2 separate regions of the Mus musculus genome follow, and region 1 is linked to region 2. A link is a contact called in public Hi-C data. All regions are on one chromosome and are shown on one strand. Each heading gives the region's core, a stretch centred on a gene start, on an enhancer-like site or on the middle of the called end of the contact. The rest is flanking DNA. Distances are from core to core; before and after follow the strand shown. Region 1 overlaps Nr5a2 (nuclear receptor subfamily 5, group A, member 2). Region 2 has its middle 74 kb from the start of Zfp281.

What was found. Hi-C and Micro-C count contacts between places; a contact is called where the count stands out from the background.
Region 1: a Hi-C map of liver shows a contact between it and region 2, with 3 times the contacts expected there. The contact joins two enhancer-like sites. A contact is called at or near these places in 1 of 15 datasets of contacts at CTCF or cohesin (embryonic stem cells), 7 of 484 Hi-C or Micro-C datasets (the AML12 cell line, embryonic stem cells, granulosa cells and 2 more) and 1 of 9 other capture datasets (embryonic stem cells).

Annotation. Positions count from the first base shown.
Region 1 is chr1:136,846,842-136,850,900 of GRCm38.p6, forward strand. All of the region lies in intron 8 of Nr5a2 (nuclear receptor subfamily 5, group A, member 2), which reads right to left. Among named protein-coding and RNA genes, the nearest start is that of Nr5a2, 110 kb to the right of the region's middle. Within about 2 kb of position 2,575, at least 2 of the 459 cell types and tissues checked have an H3K27ac peak or open chromatin away from gene starts, as enhancers often do. A contact at or near this core is called in liver, where this site is marked.
Region 2 is chr1:136,548,992-136,553,137 of GRCm38.p6, forward strand. It overlaps a transcript of Kif14 not described here. Among named protein-coding and RNA genes, the nearest start is that of Zfp281, 74 kb to the right of the region's middle. Within about 2 kb of position 2,095, at least 27 of the 459 cell types and tissues checked have an H3K27ac peak or open chromatin away from gene starts, as enhancers often do. A contact at or near this core is called in liver, where this site is marked.

The DNA of each region.
Region 1 (4,059 bases), core at 1,325-3,824, 300 kb after region 2:
AGTTTAAATGTCCTAGATGAAAGGTGACTGTTGCCATAGTAACTCATATCCAATAGTTTAGGTGCCATTACAATAGCCTATGCGTGCCTGCCTGTGTTCCTCTTGCCTCATCTCTTGATATGTGCCTCTGAAATATTTTCAGGGGGCTTTGAATGTTTTTATCTGTACTAAGCAGCTTCTCTCTATTATTAAGTCTCTGGTCAGATTCAAACCAACAAGGAATCGGTAAGAAGTAGATACATCAAGTGAGAGAGAGAGAAAAGTCTTAGTTCAAAGTGAGAGAGATCCAAAAATGTGTGATTATCTACTGAGTGGGACAGCCAGTCACATGTCACTGTACCCTTTGTGGCACCTGACACTTGACACACATGGCAGTTTGTAGCTAACCAAATACTTCCATCTTATGTGAAATATTTTTAAAGTGAGTTTACACGACTTATAAAAACATTTACCAATATGTCTGTGATCCGGCGTTCTGCTTGGTTCAAAATTATCAAATGTAAATGATCAGAAATACCTTCAATATGCTCTGCCTCAGTAGGAAGTCTTGTTACAGTAATTTAAAGATAACTATAAAATATATGAAGTGAAGCCAAGTGTGGGGGTTCATGTCTTTAATCTTAGCACTCAGGATGCAGAGTTGGAGGCCAGCCTGGTCTATAACGGAGTGAGCCCTAGCCATCCAGAGCTACATAGAGGAAACCCCATCTCAAAAAATAAAACAAAACCCAATATATCCATATGGAATGGGCTATCAATTCACATGACAGTGACAGATGTGCATGAGGAAGACAAGCTGGCCACAGAGACTAGTAAGGAGGATGAAGTAGAAGATAAATGAGTAGTGTTTTAGAAAAGTTGTTTCAAAAACAATTATAAAACAATAGTTGTATACTCCTAGACTGAGCATTTATAATTCTCAGAGTATCATTTGTACTAACTTCCAAAGACACTGCTCTAAACTGGTATTCTTTGAAAAGCTCAAATCATTTGAAGTGTTCCATACAGGGGGAAAGTTTCATATTAATTATTTTGGCCATGACTAAATTATCTCTTTAAGCTGCTTCAATGAATTTAGCATTATGGATAATAAAATGCACATACTGTCAATTGTCCCAAAGACTTCTAAATTGATACTACTGGTAAAGATTCTGATAGGTGTGGTGGCCCACATGTAATCTTGCTACATTAAAAACCAGGACAGTGAAGTCCATTCAGGCGAGGGGAAGAGAAAGGAGGGCATGGTAGGTTAGCTGGTTCTCCCTTGCTGGCGAGCAGTTGCCGCATCATTGCACTCTTCCCTGCTCGGAGGCGCCTCCCGCCATCTATTAAACTGTCCATTTCCCTACAGTTCCATTTCCCCACAGAGACCCCAAGCTTCTGGGGAGAGGACCACACATTAGTCAAGGTATCCTCAGAAAATACACTAATTACCGTTCTTTTTCACTGTTGGTGTATTTTCACAAGACTGGTGAACTGTAATCATGAAAGGCCCCTTTTTATGATCCTGGGAACCAGTGTGCTTTCTTTTTCAATTAGAAACTAATTTTTGGAAAATTTTACACACACATAACCATAACTTTTGAAAAATGGCAATAAGGTATATTATATTACAGGTCACAGTGTTCACTTGCTACCCTTGGTTTGGTTTTGTAGTCCAGATAGATAGTGAGACTTGCTTTTCGTGTTTTACCAATGAGGGTTTCCCTTCCTTGGTCGCTGTTCCATGAGCAGCATGGGAATTACAATGGGGGGGTGGGCACCTAAGGTCGTGTCTCTTGAATCTCTGGACCTGAAAGATAAACCTTGTTTTTTTCCAACCAATGGTCCAGAGACTAGCTAACAAGGACCTAAAAGCAACCGAAAGGTAACGCCAAAATATAGGTGGAAACGCCTCCCTCCAGGAAACTTGGGATTTCCTGTGATATGGTCTTTCTTCTTTAGGAAGGGTTCAAAAACTTGAGTGTATTCTGACATCAACCTCTGAATTAGTTTTTACACAAGTTCAGGCCTTTTCAAATGCAACGAATTTAAATATACAAGCACTGAGATTTGCAGTTCGGTTTCCCTAGTAAAAAGTGTTGTGAAATACCTGGACTGCAGCAGCAAACCCCAACTAGAAGGCAAGAGTGATACTGGCCAGAATAGCCACCCCAACCCTGGCTCCATGGCACCTGATCTCTTGCATTTGGCACTCTGCACTCCTTTGGAATTTACATAACCTTCATCCTCATACAATTGAAAAATACAAAACAAAACACTAGTGATTACAAATTCAGCGTTGGAGACGATACGTAAACAGGCAGAGGCGTCCCCACACCCTTCCTACAGCCTTTAAAATTTGATGATTGCAGGAGCATTTTGCCTTCCCTCGAAGTATCAATTCTCCTCCGCAATACTTTATTCACTCGGGGACTAATTACCAACTTTCTCTATGAAGCGCATTATGATAAGCTCACAGTGGGGTGCTCAGATTTTTTTCCAGCCTTATTGAGAAGTAAAACCCTTAGGCTTTCTTGAATACATTACTGCGCTGACTTCTGTCACTGGCAGGATTCAGCACTCTCTGAAGATGAACCCTTGGCCTCCCTGGTCACTGTCACGGGAGGGCCAGCGACCTTGCTGCTGCACACCCATTCAAAGATGGGTCTTTCACTGAAGCAAGGGCATGGCGGGGACCACGACTGGGTGTCTTTTCCTGAGATACATCCAGTCTCTTAGAGCAAAGCTAAGGGAAACACACACAGCTTTTCCTTGCAGCTTTGAGAGAGATGACAGGCTATAACATATAGGTATTGTCGCGTGCTTTGTCTGAAGGGCTTTTTCTTTTTAATGGGAGGGAAAAGAACTTTCTGCAAGGAAGTTTTAAAAGTATTTTAAGGGGATAAAATTGAGAGATTTGTATAAATAATTCTATAAGAAGTTTTGGAGGTTGGTCAGGAAACTTATATGAACAAAATTCACTGATGAAAAGTAGAGTTGGGAGGGGAGGGGTATAGAGGGGAGGGGAGAGGAGTCTTTGCTTCAGTTGCCTAAAATCAAACTCCAAGAAGAGTTTCCAATAAACCCTGAAACTCAAGATCTCACCCGTATAAACCCTCTACCACGATATAATAACATGCATATTAAGCCAAGACACACTCTCACCAACTAGAACAAGCAATTCAATGTCTTTTGCAAATTAGTAACAAGGAGGGGCTTTGGAGGGGCTGCTCTCAGAACCATATACACAAGTGGTACACAAGTGGTTTGTGGCTCCTTAGGGGTTGAACAACCCTTTCACAGGGGATACTTAAGGCCATCAGAAAACATATTTACATTATGATTCATAGCGGTAGCAAAGTTACGGTTATGAAGTAGCAAAGAATATGAGTTTATGGTTGGGGGTCACCACAGCACGAGGAACTGTGGAACTGAATTAAGGGGTCTCAGCATTAGAAAGCTTGAGAATGACTGACACATAAAGTGCTTTACATTTGGAGAAACACGGGCTCTTGTAACTGTGGGCCTTTGTCTAGAAAACATTCTGGCAATTCTTCCTGTGATAGTTTAAACATTCTTTGCCCATGGGAAGTGGCACTATTAGGAGGTGTGGCCTTATTGGAGGAGGTGTAGCTTTATTAGAGGACGCGTGTTGTCACTGTGGGGGTGAGCTTTTAGGTTCCTAAGCTCAAGCTCCACATAGCATGGGGAATAGAGATTCAGTCTTCTCCTGGCTGCCGTTGAATCAAGATGTAGAACTCTCGGCTCCTTCAGCACCATGTCTGCCTGAATGCTTGATAATGACGGACTGAACCTGTAAGCCTGCCCTAATGAAATGTTGTTCTTTCTAAGAGTTGCTTTGGCTATAGTATCTCTTCACAGCAATGGAAACCCTAACTAAGACACTTCCTTTTCCATACACATGATGCATGAATTATTCAGAAAAGCCAGATACTGAAGATACAGGAACACCAATTCCTGTTTTATGTAGCTCATTTAATGTGAATACAGATTGGAGAGACCTTACAACCTCATTGGATAAACATCAAGGCTTTAACATGAAGGTGAGACCTGAAG
Region 2 (4,146 bases), core at 845-3,344:
GATAAGGCACCGTTCAGTAAGTTCTTCTGTCTCTCTCTGGTACATTGGTTATTCTAATTGAACATGAGAAAGGCCCTAAATGGCCCTGCCAGAGAACAGAGGGAAATTAGAAGCAGATACTCACTCTGTTGCGTGACATGTACTGGGCATTATCTATTTTGCTGTCAGAACGACTAGAAAATGAAAGAACAGTAAAAGCTTTAAAACCGGAGAGTTAGACAGGCAGTTTAAAAATGGAAGCTATGTGCTTGCCCATGTGCGTGGACAATGTGGAAGTAGCTTTCATTGGAAATGCATTGCCCACATGCAGGGGAATGGCAGGATGGGTTTCCTTAGTAACCTTGCCTGCTCTCTGTGTCAGGAGTATGAAGCTCGAAAGGGCCTAGGCTCGGCCACCTTCCTTCTGCGCCCCCTCCCCATGTGGGTGTGTCACTCAGCTGAGACAGGATCAGATGTCAGGGATCTTAAAAATGGATTTTTGGGTTGCAGATCCCTTTAGCTCCTTGGGTACTTTCTCTAGCTCCTCCATTGGGGTCCCTGTGTTCCATCCATTACAGCTGACTATAAGCATCCACTTCTGTGTTTGCTAGGCCCCTGCATAGCCTCACAAGAGACAGCTATATCAGGGTCCTTTCAGCAAAATCGTGCTAGTGTATGCAATGGTGTCAGCATTTGGAGGCTGATTATGGGATGGATCTCCGGGTATGGCAGTCTCTAGATGGTCCATCAGTAACCCCTGGAGCTCTTGACTCTAGCTGCATATGTATCAGAAGATGACCTAGTAGGCCATCAGTGGAAAGAGAGGCCCATTGGTCTTGCAAACTTTATATGCCTCAGTACAGGGGAAGTGGCCAGGGCCAAGAAGTGGGAGGGGGTGGGTAGGGGAGTGGGGGGGGGTAATGGGGGACTTCTGGGATAGCATTGGAAATGTAAATGAAGAAAATACCTAATTTTAAAAAAATGGATTTTGGAGAATAAACATTATTTCATGGAACATGCTCTTATAGGCATCTGTGGGGAACCTAAACAAACAAGCAAACAAACCCCAAAACCTCCTCTTCTTGCTTTATAAAGAGTGCCCAACGTGGGCTGCTAAAATACCTCAGCTGGTAAAGGCACTTGCTCTCAAGCCTCACAGCCTGAGCTCCACCCCCAAGACCCTCGGAGTGGAAGGAGAGAACCAACTTCCAAAAGTTGTCTGTCTTCTGACCTTCAACAGTGAACTGTGGTGTGTGTGCCTCCCCCCTACCCCATAAATAAATGTAAATAAATATTGTCTAATACAGCATGAGCCAATCGTAAAAGTGAGTCTAGCACTCTTTATTCCACTATATGGCGCTTTTCTTTACAGAGAAAGTAATATTTATTATCTCAAAAAGACTACTTTTGAGGGTTATTAGACTGAGCGGGCAGACTGCTGCCACAGATGACCTTTGCATCAAGTGACTCAATACAGTAAGCTCCCATTTCTCCTGTGTGTCGCAGCCAAGGGTGGATCAATGCAGGGCGACTCTGCCTCGAGTGGCCATGTGGGGACCCACTGTGCTCCCCCAAAGAGTCCACCTCCCCTTAGGTTCCTGTAGTTCTCTCATGACAGATGAGAAAAGGGACACCCTCCCCCCTTCTCAACAGAAACATTTTTATGCAACCTTCACTATCCTGGGATATAAAATAGATGAAGCAAACATATTGAAAATAAACCATACATTTTTACATATAATTTTACCATTTAAGAAGACATAGTATGTCTTCAGTATTACTTGTTGTTACTGCGAAACACTGACATCACACACCGTGTGCTTTCTTCTCAAATCACTTCTATTGTTAACCAATTAAATGGCTGGATTTTCTTTGCCTATCACTCATTCTAATATTAATATAGTAATACTAACGTATCAGTCAAAATATTTTATAGTTTTGTCATGATCCGCTTGTATGTTTCATACGTGGGGAAGAGGACCACTCATCTGTGGGTCTGGAAGAGGCCGCGGGTATAGTCAGCTGTTGAAAGGAAGGCCCCAGGTCGCTGCTAAATGAAACCTGCTTGTGAGAAAGGAAATGTTCCGATCCTCTGCGATGCTCACATCGGACACTAGATGGCACTGTCTCATAGGCAGATGGCGGCCCACTCTGCCTTTCTAATGGACTTTCAACTCCTAAGTGTAGATCCACAGGAAAATGGAAGGAGCATTATGAAACATATTCTTTCTGTTCTGAATAATGTCGAGAGGAAATATCCCTAAACATTCTTAAAATGGTTTCCATTTTTTACTACCTGAAGGCCAACACACTAGTTATGCTTTCTGAGCCCGGAGTGTCTACACTGCTTGCCTGCACACGTTGGTGTCGAAGCAGCTGATGGCTCTCCCTTTCCCTGTGTGTGTTGGTGGGGAGACTCGACAAGACATGCATTCAGAGACGCTGAAAGCTAATGCTTGTCTCTGACAGCTATCCCAGGGAATAGAGGAATGTTTCTCTCTCTCTCTCTCTCTCTCTCTCTCTCTCTCTCTCTCTCTCTCATGCATGTGGGTGATAATGTTCCCTCAAGGGAAACTGGCCAGAACTAAGAAGTCACAGAGGCTGCCAGGCTCTGAGATACCGGTGTGGGTCAGGTGTGGCTCAGATGGACTTGGGTGGTCCTCACCCAGCCTGGCTCAGCCTTCTGGTTTTGATCCTTAGCTTGTAGGTGAGGAGAATAGAGGCGAAGAAGAGCTGAAGTCCTTTGCACAAAGTCCAAGCGTAAACAATAGATTTAGGATTTTAAGGCAGGTTTGTTCATTCATTTAGTATTTCCCATGACCCTCCAGGTGTCAAAAGCTCTTAAACAGGGTCTCAAAGGCCTTGAATTTGTTATGTCTCACCCAGCCTTAAGCTCACTGGTTTTAGACTTCCAGCCCCCTTCATGCTGGGATTACAAAGGGATGTTCCCATGCCATCTATAAGTTCACCCTGAAGTCATGCTTTGTTGTTGTTGTTGTTGTTTTGTTTGTTTGTTTAGTGTTTTGGGGTGTTGTTGTTGTTTTTGTTTTTTGTTTTTGTTTTTGTTTTTTTGGAGACAAGGTTTCTCTGTATACTCCTGGCTGTTCTGGAACTCTGTAGATCTGGCTGGCCTCAAATTCAGAGATCCACCTGCCTCTGCCTCTGCCTCTGCCTCTGCCTCTGCCTCTGCCTCTGCCTCTGCCTCTGCCTCTGCCTCTGCCTCTGCCTCTGCCTCTGCCTCTGCCTCTGCCTCTGCCTCTGCCTCTGCCTCTGCCTCTGCCTCTGCCTCTGCCTCTGCCTCTGCCTCTGCCTCTGCCCCCCCCAGTGCTGAGATTAAAAGTGAACTCCACCCAACTTGAAGTCAAGTTTTAAAATTTGCTTTGAAAACATTTGTCATAAGCCAGCTGTAGGGACAGTGTAACTTCAGGGTGTCTTCTGAACTCCGTGGATATAGCATATCACGTTTCCCTGGTTAGCTGATTACCATGGGGGCCTAGACTGAACCGAATTAGCACGGTGGTGGCGATAAATGTTTTGTTCACCATTTTCAACAGGGTCTGACTGAGCAAGTAGGCGCTCGAGACCAGTTTGTCAGACAAAGAATCAGAGTGATCACAGTATAAAATAAAGATAAAGATGAAAATAGACATGTTCTACTTCCCTCTGATTTGTTCTTGTATTTGTAGGAAGTCAAGATGAGAAGTTATTTTATCATATTTTTACTATTTTAAAAAGCAATTAAAACAACTCAGAAAATTTACATTTGAAATCAAGATCGGTGAGGGGGCAGAGCTCCTATCCTGAAATAGCTGCTGTTCCTAGGGGATTCAGCACACAGTGGCAGAGAGATGGTCACCGCAAGCCTTCAAGCAGGTGAAATAAAAACTCTGCTTCCCAGCACGCAGAGGAGAGATTGGCCTTGAAGGTTAGGCCTGGGAAGGAGGACAGGCAGGTGTGGGTGGTGATGGATGGTGCATCTGCTCTCTGCCACCCCCAGAGGCCCGATCCCCATCTTTGTCTCTGCAGAAGCGAGCTTGGTACGCCCAGCACCTACCTTCTCCAGCAAGTCCCCACTTCTAACTTTTGCACTAAATCTCAACCTTTAATAAGAAGCAGCTCTTGGTATCAGCAATAGTTCTGGATCCTCCTCTGCCCGCTGTCAGGTTT